2 separate regions of the Mus musculus genome follow, and region 1 is linked to region 2. A link is a contact called in public Hi-C data. All regions are on one chromosome and are shown on one strand. The core of a region is the stretch at or near the end of the contact, and the rest is flanking DNA. Distances in the headings are between cores, read along the strand shown. Region 1 has its middle 63 kb from the start of 1700061I17Rik. Region 2 holds the start of Snx7 (sorting nexin 7).

What was found. Hi-C and Micro-C count contacts between places; a contact is called where the count stands out from the background.
Region 1: a contact with region 2 is called in a Hi-C map of Sertoli cells, with 5 times the contacts expected there. The contact joins the enhancer-like site here to the promoter of Snx7 in region 2. A contact is called at or near these places in 3 of 39 promoter capture datasets (the SN4741 cell line, hippocampal neurons and liver) and 4 of 484 Hi-C or Micro-C datasets (Sertoli cells, adipose-derived mesenchymal stem cells, cerebral cortex and 1 more).

Annotation. Positions count from the first base shown.
Region 1 is chr3:117,136,682-117,143,878 of GRCm38.p6, reverse strand. No RefSeq gene overlaps it. Among named protein-coding and RNA genes, the nearest start is that of 1700061I17Rik, 63 kb to the right of the region's middle. Within about 2 kb of position 3,283, at least 19 of the 459 cell types and tissues checked have an H3K27ac peak or open chromatin away from gene starts, as enhancers often do. A contact at or near this core is called in Sertoli cells, where this site is marked.
Region 2 is chr3:117,862,842-117,870,255 of GRCm38.p6, reverse strand. It overlaps Snx7 (sorting nexin 7), which reads left to right and starts at 1,320. Exons shown (of 9, transcript NM_029655.3): 1 at 1,320-1,512. The coding sequence starts at 1,351.

The DNA of each region.
Region 1 (7,197 bases), core at 2,034-4,533, 730 kb after region 2:
GACCAAGGGTCTCTCCTTCCTTGATGTATGACAAGGCCATCCTCTGCTACATATGCAGCTGGAGCCTTGGGTGGCTCCGTGTGTACTCTTTGGTTGATGGTTTCGTCCCTGGGAAGCTCTGGAGGTTCTGGTTGGTTGATATTGTTCTTCCTATAAGGTTGCAAACCCCTTCAGCTCCTTCAGTCCTTCCCCTAACTCCTCCATTGGGGTCCCCTTGCTCAGTCCAATGGTTGGCTGCAAGCATACACACACACACACACACACACACACACACACACACACACACATACACGCAGGTATTGTGATTCTCATGTGTAGGTCAGAAGACAGGAGTGTGGATCGTTCTAGCCTGCACCGTTAGTGGGTTAGGGAGATGGCACTCAGGAGATCAGGCTTATGCTGATCAATCTACTTCTGCCATGATTTTGTAACATCCTCCCCTTGCTAGGGTAGATAGGAAAACACTAAAAGAAAACTATTGCATCAGTCTCATGCTTTGTTGTTACTTTGTAATGTTCCCGCCTTCATTTAATCCTTTCCAATCAGCCAGGCCAGAAATAGTCAATGGTTCCTTTTCTGTTCTTTCTTTTTGTTTCCTTTTTTTTTTTTTTTTTTTTTTTTGAGACAGGGTTTTGTGTAGCCTGATCTGTCTTCAAACTCACTACAGAGCCAATGATAACCTTTAATTCCTGGTCCTGCCTGTAGTGTTAGGATTATAGGTATGGGTGATCATGTCTGATTTTCTACCATTTCTTTACTAAAAGACATTATCCATCATCAAGGCAAGCCCTCTCTACCAAATGATCTCCATGCTCAATGCTAAGACATTTGTTTTGTACCTAACTTCATAGTTACCAAACCTCGGCCTTATCATCACTAGCCTTGCCTAGCCTATTTCTCCGTATCCTACCTGTGTTCTAAAGTATAACATATTCAAAGAGAATTTCTTCCCCCCCCCACTTCCTCCTCCTCTTCCTCTTCCTTCACCTCTTTCTCTTCCTCCTTCACCTCTTCTTCATCCTCCTCCTTCTCCATCTTTTCATCTTTTCCTCTTTTTCCTCTTCCCCCTCCTTTTCCCAACACACACCTGTCTACATCAAGACATCCTTGCTATTCTGAGAAACACTATAATTTTTCCTTAGCATTTTATATATTTATAATTACATGACAATTTGCTTGTTTAGTATTTCATTGCTTCCTCTCCTCTTGGCTACCATTCCCATAGCCACTGGTTAATGAGTGCTTGCTGAACAGAATCTTGTGACTAACAACTTTGGAACAAGGAAGATGGCTCAGTGGGTAAAGCATTTGCCGTGCACACTTGAGAACCTAGGTTCGAACCTCCAGAACTCATGCAAAAGCTGGGTGCTGTGCGATGTAGACACATCTGTAATTTCATATGTTCCTAGAGCAAGATGACAGCAGAGCCAATAGAATCCCTGGATACTCGGTGCCAAACCACAGAGAAGAGGCTGTCGCATGCAAAGTTAAAGGCAAAGACCAACACTTGAGGATGTCCTCTGACCTCTACACACAGTGTGGCATACACACATGTGACCCCTCACCTCCCCCCCACACATATCATACACATACACACACACACACACACACACACACACACACACACACACATACACACACACACACACACACACACACACACACACACACACACGGAAAATAAAAAGAAAAAAAAACCAAGCTCAGTAAGATTATGACCAGGTTCGTATTTAAATAACCAAACTGAGGCCCAAATGAGGCCCAAATGAGGAAGAAATGGGAATTACCCATTTTATCACTTCTGTATTTAGAAAAGCATTTAATCTAGCCCTCATCCTTTCATGAGTCTGACCTTTTACATTTTAAATATGACAAGTTAGGATACCTTGCTCAAGAGTACTATTCCTTCTGTTCTTATTTTCTGTGACTGGCTCAGGGCACTAGACTACAATGTCACCCTTTTCAACCAATCACTAGGTGCTGCTTATAAAAACTGCCACTTTTACCTCCATGGCCGGCACTGATAGTGGCTACTCTCAAGTATCTTTGCTGTATTCTCCGCCATGTCTGTCTTTCCTGTTATCTGCTTTAATGCTTGGCTCCCTCTTAGTCCTTCACACGTTTTTATTACAAGGAAACTATTGGCTGGTGAGTACTTTTGCATAGTTTCTTTACTCCTTCAGAACTGCCCAGTAATGTTGCTACCGCCCCTCCCTCAACAGCTGATGTATGCTTAGAAGAAAAAAGCAATTTTAATAGTGTCTGGAGGTAAACACAATTAGGAAACAAATCTTTGTAGGAAAAAAAAATCCACAATAATGCTTTCCAGAGCCAAGTATAATTGGTTTATTTTAAATATCTTATATTCACTTGTCAGGCTGATTTCCAGAATCTAAAGTCTCATTCATCATTTCCATCCTCACCTCAGATGTTGCTTCAAAGGTTATTTGAAGTGTTGTTCATAATTACTAACTATCATAGTTTTGCAGAAATCAAAATACCAAGGACAAATATAGGCAAGGCAGCTGTAAATGTTTTTCCTCTAAATAAACTCTCAAATCTTCTTCCTGCTTAAAAAAAAAATTTAACCACATGAATTCTGCTAGAAACTGTTAATAAGCCTACAAATAAATTTGATTCAATAAATACTACATGCCTGGTGCATATGGCCCTCGGGAAAGGCAGAAATGAATACGTATTTTTTTTTTAACTCTCAAAAACTCATCTATCAAAAAGCACTTACTTCAAATCTTTGTCACAAAGATTAAATGAGTTAATACTTATGACGCAATTAGGGCAGGACCTTAGCATGTACTGGGCTCCAGAATTTTAACTCCAATTATTACTATTTATTGTAATAATCATAGTATTATTATTTGTGATACTGACAGATGCCCGCCACTATTGTAACTCAAAGAATCTAAATATGGACCTCATTGGAATTGTTCTAGCTATTTTAAGTATTTTTTTTCAACTTCATTTCTGGTTAGGGTTATGTTTAGACTTAGGCTTAAGATTAGAGAGTTAGGTTTAGAGGATTAAGGATAATATTAGGGTCCATTTGCCTTGAAAATACATCCATCTAAGCAGTAAGTCCAATAGGGTCTGACCCAGCCTTGAGAATTTCAAACTTAAGACCAAAACAGTCAAGTCTTTCCTTACCCGTTTCTACAGAAAGCCTCCGGTTCCAGATAAAAGCAGCTTGAGGGATGAAGGGTTACTTGGGCTAACATTCTGGGACACGGGATGTCTGTAGGCAGTGAGAGGACACTATCAACCACATTTAAGGTCAGATGATAGAGGGAAATGAGGCTTGTGTTCCGCCTTGTCTAGGAGCCCAGCCCAAGGTTAAAGTGGGTCTGGCTTGCCCAGAGATTTATATCTAGCTCATTCTAGATTCTTCCATTGTCAGTCTGTACTAACTATCAGCAGGCATTTCTTCCTGGGAAATGAGGGTTCCAGCTCCACTGAATGCCACTTCTTGGCTATTCTTAAGTAAACTTAACTAGCAGGTGAAATTGGTAGTATAAGGTGAGTTTTTGTTCTCGTTCCTGTTGTTTGGTTGGGAGGAAGGCTTGGTTTTTGGTTTGGTTTTGATTTTGGTTTTTGGGGGTTTTTTTGTTTTTGTTTTTGTACTCTATAAATTTTTCATACTCTATAAAATGGTATAAGAATAAGAAATAACTATATAATGCAGTAAGCCCTACTTATTACCCACTACTGGCAGCATTTCCCACCTATTAAGTCATCTAATTTTCGTAACAACCAACAATTGTTTCCAATTTACAGAAAAGGAGGTTTCAGAATAGAGAGGTGATGTAATCTGTCCAAGGTCACGCAGTTACTTAGCCAGCATTTGAGATGAGTCAGTGTTCTTAACCACAATACTGTATTGGTTCTTACCCTACCTAGATAATAACTTCTGCCTAAACCAAAGACTTCATGTGTGCCAAAGCCAGAAGCCCCAGAGTCCCCTCAAAGTGAGACAGAGACCATTGTCATATCCTATTGTACTGTTGAGCTGGCTCCCCCAGTGAGAATCACCATGCATCTAATAATGCCTGGGATAGTCCAGGGGAACGACTAGCTTACTCCTCTTTCACTTACAAAAGCATCCTCCCATATGTTGTATTTTGGATATACACATAATATAGGCTCTCCCTTTGGATATACACACAATACAGGATCTCCCTTTGTAGCCCAAGCTGGCCTCTAACCTGCATTTTTCCTATCCCAGACTGTGAAGACTAGGATTATAAGCCACCATGCCCAGCCTACCTGTGAACCTTTAATTTACAATTGCCAAATAGAGGAAATGAGCTTGTGTTGCGTGTCTATTTTTGTGTGCCTCTGTGGGTATGTGTATGTGTGCAAAATGTTGTGTCCTTGGCCTTTAAAATGCCTTTTCAATTTATTTTGCGTAGATTTCTACCCTTAAAATGTATCACATTGATCCCTTGGTGGAAGGTTGGGCATGGGTATAGGGGAGCAACAGGCCTTTTTTTGGTTACCACAAAATTATAATTGGAAACAAAGCATTTTTGCATCTTCCTGTTTAGTTAATGAACGCCTGCTCAATTGTGTGAATGTACCTTTGTCCAAATATACTGCCAGTCACTTTTCACATGCTTTGTCCTTTCTGAATTCATAGATCCACGTGCGTGGTGTGAAAATTCAAGGATTCTAAGCTCTGGTAGGAGCTTCGTCAGGTTTTTAGGGTGTATACAGAGTTATGGACTGTTAGTTCTCCTGCCAGACTTGGTTCTTTGTCATGGGTCTTTGTCCTTGGTGCTGTTTTGTTTTATGAATTTGGCTTGTCTCCTTTAATGCAAAATAGAAAAGAAAAGCAGCAATTACAGCTGCTTTCTGTGCCTCTGGGCACCCGCCACCTGTCACTTATCATTGCCGTACTGATAAAGTGACTCTCTTGGTACGGATTCTAAGTAGACATCTGACTGAAATGCCCTCTGTGTCTTCTCCCTCTGGTGAAATCGTACCCACCTTTCCAGGCTCAGGGTATGTCTCTGCACTTCTGTGAACCCTGCAGACACAATTAATTACCACGCCATCTGCAAAAAGGCAGTCTTGTTTACTCCGGATGATGGTCTCACCTTTGTCTGTCATCCCTCTAGGTTGTGGGCTCGATCAGGGAAGAAGGACCAGTTTTTGTTTGGTTTTGTTGAACCTACAGAAAGATCTGGAATGCAAGTACTTGATGAACGTTTGATGACCGACTAGTGTGTTACAGGAGTCAATGTTTTTCTTTGTTTAAACTGCATTGGTTATATAGCTAACTGATTAATTATAATATCATAAATATCTCTTTTCCATAGGAAGGAAAACTGAGCCATTGCAGAAGGCAGGGGAAATGAGAATATAGACCGTTCCACAGGGACCAAACTCACTAGATGTATTCAAATCACAAAGTACTTATTCTCCAAAGACAATGAAGATAATTTTTATTTAAGAAATATTTGACTGATGAGCTAAATACCTAATAAAAATGGAAAAAAAAGAAATATTTGACTGAACAAATATGTCTAGTATCCAAAGAAGCCTTCCCTGCATTGTTACATTGTTTTTCTTTGCTATCCTTTTTTTTTTTAGCTTTTCTGTGGCAGTTTCACCTGACATAACATCTGCAGGGTGCTGGCTGCACTTCAAATGTTGCCCAAGGAAGATGAATCTAGGAGCCATGCTTTCTGACAGATTCTCCAAGACTTTTGAACAGTTTCCAAAATAGTTACAGCCAGAGGAAAGTGGTCAAGACTTTCAGACACCGGAAAATCTCCCAAGCATAGTACAACCCTGATGTGGACATCTTTCACTCATTCACTTGCTTAATACCCTCTGAAAGGAGGTTGGGAGGTGTTATATATTCTGTCCTATGTTATATATGGGATTGTATATGCTCAGCTCAGGGAGTGGCACTATTAGAAGATGTGGCTCTGTTGGAGTAGATATGGTCTTGTTGGAGTAGGTGTGGCCTTGTTGGAGTGGGTATGCCACTGGGTATGGACCCTAAGACCCTCATCCTAGCTGCCTGGAAGTCAGTATTCTGCTAGGGGCCTTCAGATGAAGATGTAGAACTTTCAGCTCCTCCTGAACCATGCCTGCCTGGATGCTGCCATGTTCCCACCTTGATGATAATGGACTGAATCTGTAAGCTAGCTACAATTAAATGGTGTCCTTATAAGAGTAGTCTTAGTCACAGTGTCTGTTCACAGGAGCAAAAGGACTTTCAGGATAGCATTTGAAATGTAAATGAAGAAAATATCTAATAAAAAAAAAGAGGTAAGTGGAATGAGTTGACACAAGTGTCATTTATACTTAACAAGAATCCATGTCCGTACACATACATGTTCTTCTCCCTGTATGAACATGTTTAGAAGGAAGTGCTGTTGGCTCAGAGTGTGATGTTAGTAAAAGATGGTCTTAGTGATGAACAGAATGTTAAATTTAGATAAAATATGATGGATAAATAGGATCTAAATAACAGGGTACATAGTATTGAGGTTCTGAGCCATCCAGGGAACTGCTGTTTGTTTCTCACCAGTATTTCTTGTGTCCCAGACTCTGTTACACACAGACTCTTGGTGCTGCGTGAAATAGGCATGGTCCCTGACCCACAAGGCTGTGAGTTTCACAAATCTGTACAAGTTCTAAAATTCAGGGTAGTTAACCTAAAGAGAGGATATGTACACTGACACTGACAGATCAGTAAGTTTGTCCTACCCAGAAGGGGAAGGATGACAAAATTAGGAAGAGTTTTTCTCAGGCCAAGAGTGAGAAAGACAATAGCTTACCACATCATCCACCCTGTGGCACCTGCCTGCAGTGACTCGGTGATTCTGGCTGCCATTAACAAACTTAACACAACTGGGAAGGAGGGCAACATTTGGAATGTTAAATAAATAAAATACCCAATTTAAATAATAATAATAATAATAATAATAATAATAATAGAAGAAGACTTGAAAAGAATTTGGCCCATTCTGTCTTCCCGAATTTGAAAATGTGATGCCACCCTGTGGATGAACCCAAGCTAAGTGAGACCACATGGAAGGAAATCAAACGCAGTCTGCTTACTGGCCACTATGTATAGGGACATGGCAGACCACTGAGCCACCAACAGACACATAAGAAAGCCCAGCAAGATTAGCTGAGCTATTGTAGACCTAAAACATTTCCTGGCTG
Region 2 (7,414 bases), core at 71-2,570:
GTTTGTTTACTAAGGAATGTAAGACACACAATCTGTATGATAAAACCAAAGGAGAAACTGGGACCAGACTGTCATTTCACAAGTCTTACTAAAATTGATGGGACTATAGATAATTCCTGGAAGACTGGCAGAACACAGTATTTTGAGGACACCAACCATAAGGCAAAGGAACATTTTGTACATTTAAGTAGCCGGTGACCAGGCTGGATGCTATGTGGGTCATATCCTGAAACACACTGGAGGTCCTTAAATAGTTAAAAGGGGATATATTGAGGAACTGTCTCAACCAGAAATAAAAATATTTAAATTGGGAAGCTTTTTATCTGTTTCCCCTCTCTGTTTTCTTTTTTCAACCTATGTTATAATTAGCTGGCCTCAAAGTGCAAGTCCTCTTGCCTCAGTCTACCCTGTGTTGAAATTACAGTCAAGCATTCCCATATTTGGCTCTTACAGGAATCTTCATTTAGAAATTTAAAGAGAGAGAGAGAGAGAGAAAGAGAGAGAGAAGACCAAAAGGAATAAATAATAAAAATGGAAGCTAGTTCTAACATATATCAATTAGTACTCAATTTTTCATTAACTTTGAATCTATAAAAACCAAGCAATGAACAACTAAATAGTTCCAGCTTTGCACTGGCTGTATGAAAAGGCATGCAAGATTGTTTCTTTCTCCTTGCAATACCCAGGGCTGCTGGCAGACCTTGGAGCTTGGAAACATTCTTGCACATTAACTTCAGGAAGAGTTCCAGGAGAAAGCTATGTTAGAAAGTAGCTGAAAATAATTGTTCAGCCTCAGCTTCCTTAACTCGACAGTAAAAGGACAACAAAATCCAATCGATGGGAAAAAACAAACAAACAAACAATTGAAAACCAGGAGGTTCAGATGTCTTTAATTTTTGCATTAGTCTCTGTAAAGACAGACTTGAGAATGGGAAAAAAAGTCACAACCTGGGAAAAGGGCACTTTTCAGAACAGGAAATCAAGCTGGGTCAGCTGGTTGTGTATATAGATCCTGCCACTTCACGCACAAACCTGGTGGCCCTTGGCTGTGTCAGGGCGAGAACACCACCTCCTGTCCTCTGTATCTCCATGGCCCACCCTGGCGGTGTTCCTAGAGTCAGAATTTAAAAGTCGGGCTGTAGATCTGAGCCAGGTTGTGGCTGGGCAGGCCCCACCGCTCTCCCGCCCCGGCCCGGCCCGGCGCCGCGGGCTCCCGCAGTTCCGCGTCTGCGCACGGCCGAGGGGCAGGAGCTGGGCTGGCCAGGGAGGCGCAGGGCGCCTCGGGAGCCAATGGGCGCGCGCGGGGGAGCCGGGCTGGCAGAGGCGGCCGGCTGGGCGCGCACTGCCGGGATGGACGGCGAGCGCCTGGCGTCGGGCTCCTCGGAGCTGGCGGTCGGGGAGAGCCCGCGGGGCGGCGCCCCGATCCCGAGTGGCAGCGGTTCCTGCAGCCTGCTGCAGGCCGATGTGCTGGATCTGGACGAGGACGAGGACGACCTGGAGGTGTTCAGTAAGGTGAGGGCAGGGGACGTGGCCATGGCCGTGGTGGCGGGGACTGCCTGTCCAGGGAAAGTTCCAGGGTGACTCAACTCTCCAATGGAGCTGGAGCTGGGGACAGTACCTCCAAGGCTGAACTAGTCGTTCCCTCCTCTTCACTTTTATCAGTGGCAGGGCCAAGGCTCATGGAGTCTGAAAAGTTCTGATTTTTTTTTTCTCTCTTCGTCTTTCCATTTTTCCTTGCTTGACAGCGACATTCCTCACCGTGTGCGGGTGGCCTGAAACTGCTTCTCCCTCCCCCCCCCCCAGCTCCTCCCCCTCCCCTAGGCTTCTTGACAATCCTAAAGTCCAGGAGAGCAATTGTGATTGCCTTAGTGCAGGGAGGTGGTTTTTGATTTACTGTTGTTATGTGTAAATGGGAGAGTTGAGTCACATTCTAAGAGAGTCTGGAAACCTGTGACCATTGGGTGTAGAAATCCTTTCAGGATTGAGAAAGCCTAGCCTCTACCACAGGCACAGCTGAAGACTTTAAATTGGGCAGTTATTCTGGTCCAACCCTCAGCTCCAGTCTGCATATTTCCTTCCCATTTGCCTTGGAAATCTAGCCTCAAAGGCGCTCCCTGGCTAGTGATATAATTAGACAGAAATGGACATACCGGCAGTAGTGGTAGACTTGATGCAAACTTGCCCTTCCTGAAAGTTGGAAACAACAACAAAAAAATACCTTTCTTTTGGCACAGTCCCAGTGTCACAGCAGTTTTTCAAAAGTGCTCAGTGGGAACATTGGATCAATGACTATTCAGTAGTGACATGTTGCCTTGAGATGTTACATGAGCCCACCAACTTAAAACTGTTAAACAGAAGTTAGCAAGTAACCAACACCCTTGGACTCCAGTGCGGAGCTCACAAACATCGTTTTGCACCCCTAGAGCATGTGAGATTGGACACCCAGTTGCATTCTAAGTAGATGGTATATCAGTTATGTGTGCTTAGTCTTTCTTTGTATTTGAATTATAAAACTGGGATTATTTCACATTTAGTTTCAATACTATCAAATTTTAATATCAATGTGTGTGTTTATGCACTCATACCTTTGCGTGCATACATACTCTCCTTTGTGCACAATTGGAGATCAGAGCTCAGCCACCATGTGGGGTCCAGGGGATTGAATCCAGGTCAACGGGTCCCATAGCAAGCACCTTACTGAGCCATCCAGAGTCCCAATACTGTTTTTTTTTTCTTTTCTTTTCTTCATTATACACACACTTTATGTTCAGATCAGTGTGAAACGTACAAACGTGAGAATGGAGTGTTGAGATTGGAAGTTGTCTATCAAAATAGTCTGGAATTGCTCTAAACTCTCCAGGTAGCCTCTTTTTTTCTAGGCTTTGTATCCCAGGACTCCCTTGGAAAATCCCCATCTTAGTGAAGCCCTGTGGTTAGAGATGCTTCTGAGGTGGCAGAGCTATTTATTTGCGTGGGTCCACGGGAATGTTGGGGATTGCTGAAGTTATAGATGTTCTCTGTGAGAAGGAAATGACGGATTGAAGCCAGAAGCCGTTTGAGAAGCACATTCTTCTGACATTGCGTAAAGCAGTATCAGAATAGGGGAAATCTCCGCAGGAATCCAGCCGTTCGCCGAGCTTTCTTTTTAAAGGTTATTATTGGAAGGCATACACTCCACAGACAGCTGTACTGGTGGTTTTGTATTCGTCTAAAAAAAAAAATATGGGTTTCCAGACCTTGTATGTTGCAGACATGCACAAATGCTCCCAGCCTTCTCGCTGCTGCTTAGCTTCTTGGGCTTGCTGCCTAGAGACCGTTAAGAACTATGCCCTTAGAAGTTGGAAAGGATGGGTGTAATACTGGTTAAAGTCTACAGAGAACACTATGCTGGAAACCTATTCAGTTACTCCCAGGCTCATTCCAAGTTGTTAAAACTTTCAACCATTAACCACCATTAGACAAGCAAAATGATGAAGGATTCCATTGGACCAATTCTTTCCATATTCCTTCCTCCTCTCCTCCTCTCAGGAGCTCTTCTACCATCCAGCCTACTCCAGGATGGAATCTGTCCAGGAGTTAGAAAGCCAACTCTCACTGCCCCATAGTGCTTTAAGATTGGTGACATTTACTTTGATAAGTCACTTTTTTTTTTCTGTAGACTATTTGTGAAGCCATTCTCTTTCAGATCACTCTAAAGAATAATCACTTTGACTGTTGAAAATATTTTCCTTCCATGGTATAGTCTACACACATGGCAAATACCTGTTCTTCTGTAAAAGGCTCTAAGTATTCTTGGGGAAAACATTCAGTATATATGTTTCTTCCTATCATACTCTCAAAACAAGATGCCAAAATGGACAGACACTAAGCAGCAAAATACCGCAGGGAGAATGGGAAGCAAAGCAACCTGGGTTGAGTTTTCAAAAAGCCACTGGGTAGTAATTGCTATCAAGTCTAAAAGAAGAGGGAAAAAAAGGAAGTGCAGTAAGGTAGTAAGTCTTTAAAAGAATAACTAAAGGAGACCGGAGAATATAGCCAACGGCACAGGGCAATAAGGTAAAAAGAAAATAATATGCAAATAACAGCAATCATGTAAAATTTGTCTTTGAACTTGGCCACTAGGAGATAAAAGAAAAGTTACCTGAAAGAAAAGAGGCTAGTTCCTTACTTTTGGCAGATATAGACATGTGTTATACAGGTGTCTGCTTTGTATACATATTTACATGAGCTTGTGCACTTGAGGACTTGAGGTTGACTTCCAGTATCTTCCTTCCAGTATACTCTCCACCCTGTATATTACAAGGCCACCCAGTGAGGTCAGAGCTGGCATTTTTGCTAGTCTGGACAGGAGAGCCCCTTTATCTTTCTCCTATGTTGGCATTAACAGGCTACTTCCTGTTAACTAATTGGCAGGCTACTTCCAGCCCCACCCTGCCTTTTACTTTGGTTCTGGAGATCAGAACTCTTAATAATTAAGTTGTACAGCTAGGACATTACCTGCTGAGCCACCAGGCAAGTTCAAAGTCTCTTTAGGGACATGTTGAACATTATTTGAAAATTACATATACACACAAAGCTGCCTTTATTTTTATTACACACCATCACATCTACTTACTTTTGAGATGTAGGACTTGTACCTTCAAATACAATAGGTCAATATGCTTCTAAAACATATTAGACCAGGATGCATCAGTGGTAAATAGTGCTTGCTGCTCTTGCAGAGGTCCCCAGCACCCATGTGGCACGGCACGACGTGTAAGCACCCTCAACTCCAGGACACCCTCGTCTCAATAGACACCTCCACATCTACACATGCACACACATTCACACATAGTCATATGAACTAAAAACCAAAAAAGCTCTTAAAAATGGACCATAAAGAAGTTTTGAACTATGAGGACCAGGGGCAGATCTAGTTACAATCTCTATCAAGGCCACAGAATGGGTCACTTTGTATTTTGTTTATAAACTTTGGAAAGAAAGAGCTGATCTATAGAAGCCAATATATCTTCTGTGAATATGGAAACTTTTAGATTATTTTATGGTTAAATAGAAGTTTAATAATAGATATGTTTATTTTGGAGGGGTTTGAAAGAATACCACATTCTTGTATAAAAGGTTATTTTTGAGAGAAAATACAGTATCATTATTGAGACACTCAACCTTTTTATTACTCTAATGGAATACCTAAGACTAAATCACTTTATGAATAAAAGGACTTTACTTATCACAGGGTGCTAGTGGCTCAGGGATATGATTATCAGCTCAGCTGGGGAGAAGGCCTCCTGTACTTCATCTGGGTGGAGTACAGGGAACAAGGGAACTATCACGTTTCCGAAAAGGAAGCCAGAGGGACCAGGAGAGGCCTCAGTATGGTTTTATATAAAAGACTCTCTTGAATGAGCCAAGTCTGTATCCCATGAGTACTCATTTAAGCCTAAGCATCCCTCAGCAAATCTAACCTTCTTCGGGTTCCACCACCTCCAGTAACCACACACTGACACAAAGCTCCTAAGACCATATGAAAACCACAGCAATGACAGAGCGACATACTATATTAGCCAACTAGTCTATCAGGTATATATCGATCTATATAAATATGTAATGTTTATAGCTATAATATAATCCATTATACTATGTATATATTATATATCATATAATAAACATTAATTATATATGTATCATGTATCACATATTTATTATATAGTAATTATATATTATATTATGTATCATATACCATATAGTCTCTATTCTCTTTATTATGTATTTATAATTATACAAATATATACATATATATTTATATATAAAAAGTTTGGAAATCTATATACTTCATGTTTTTTTTTCCCAATCTCTGTTTTGTGTTAGATGCTCTAACAGTAATTACCCTGATAAAAATCAGAATTTTCTTTCATTATTTAAATGATATATTCATGTAGGGACTACTTATAGGATTTATTATCTATATTAAGGTACAAACAAGGTCAAACAAGGTCCAGGGAAGCACTAAGTCTAATAGTAACAGAAATCCATTTGCATTGCTCTGCTGTAAAGGGAGGAGGCATAAAAACTGTTGCAGGCTGGAGTTGTGGAGAAGGGGGCCAACTGTACTTACAGAGCAATTCAGCCACAGCCAGCAGGGTTGTAGGGAGGTAGAGAAACAACATGGAGCATGCTTTCTGAGTTCCCCCTTGACCTTCACTGGGTAACATGCTCATGTTTTTTGCCAGGAAAGCTGCCACAGTGAGATCATTAGAGGGGCAAGCCTTCTAGCATAGAGCACTTAGAGGGAGCCCAAGGTTGAAAATGAAGGCTAGCTTGGTTAGACCATACGGATTTCCAAAAGGCAGAGAGTAGCTTCGGATGAAGCTTACTGCTGTGCATCTCTCAGTTCACCTGCTCATCTGTGATGCAGCCTATCATCCTCTATCAAGCAACACACTCTGTGCCTCTTTCCTGGAATCTCTGGGTGGAGAGGCTGTGACTCTCTTAACCAATACCAATTCTCCTGGTATGATAGAAACAGTGCTTTACTGGTTCTAAGGCCAGTTCATAAAAATGACCACAGAGTCTTCTTTGTCTAGAGGAGCACTGTCTGAAAAGCCCATCCATGTATTTTCTTCAGATCTGCTATCTGGTCAGAAACACTGCAAGAGGCTGTTAATTTATATATATATATATATGTTTCAGACTGCTACATTTTTTATATTACTTACTTATTTTGAGGAACTGGATATTGAATACAGGGCCTTATGCATTCAAGGCAAATATTCTACGACTAAGTGCTATTCATAGCCCCTAACTGATGCAAATGGATGGTTTGTTCCATAACAGTAACAACTATAACAATTACCAAGCCTGTGTAATGTCATCAGCATTCCCATCTTAACAAGTTTTAGTTGTGGCTTTGGGAGCAGAGCTGTGGCATTTAATTGGGCTGAATGTTAATTAATGAGGAAGATTCTGGTAGTCATTGTAAGTGAGAATACAGCCAAGGCATCATCTTAGTGGTTAGGACCAGAGACATCTTCCATTGCCTGTACTTGAAAACCTGGCTCCACTGATTGGACAATTAGAAAATTGTTTCTCTGGGGAAGGCCATTTGATGGCAGTGACTCAGATGAAGACAAACAGTAGATGTGAGAATTCGATGAATGTCTCTGTCCCTCTTTACTTAAAGGCCTGTTTCTGTATTGTGACTCAGAGAGATGAGAGTAGAGGGGAGGTGAAAGAGACAGAGGGAGGGAGCGAGGGAGGGAGGGAGGGCAAATAACTATAGAGCTGATCATTCCTGTTCCACCCACTGAAAATTCCTCTGCAATCACAGCTCTCTTACATGTGAAGTTCTCTTGTATATATATATATCTTTTCCTAAATGAAGGAAGGAAATTATGAAATCCCCATATCCTCAGTTTGA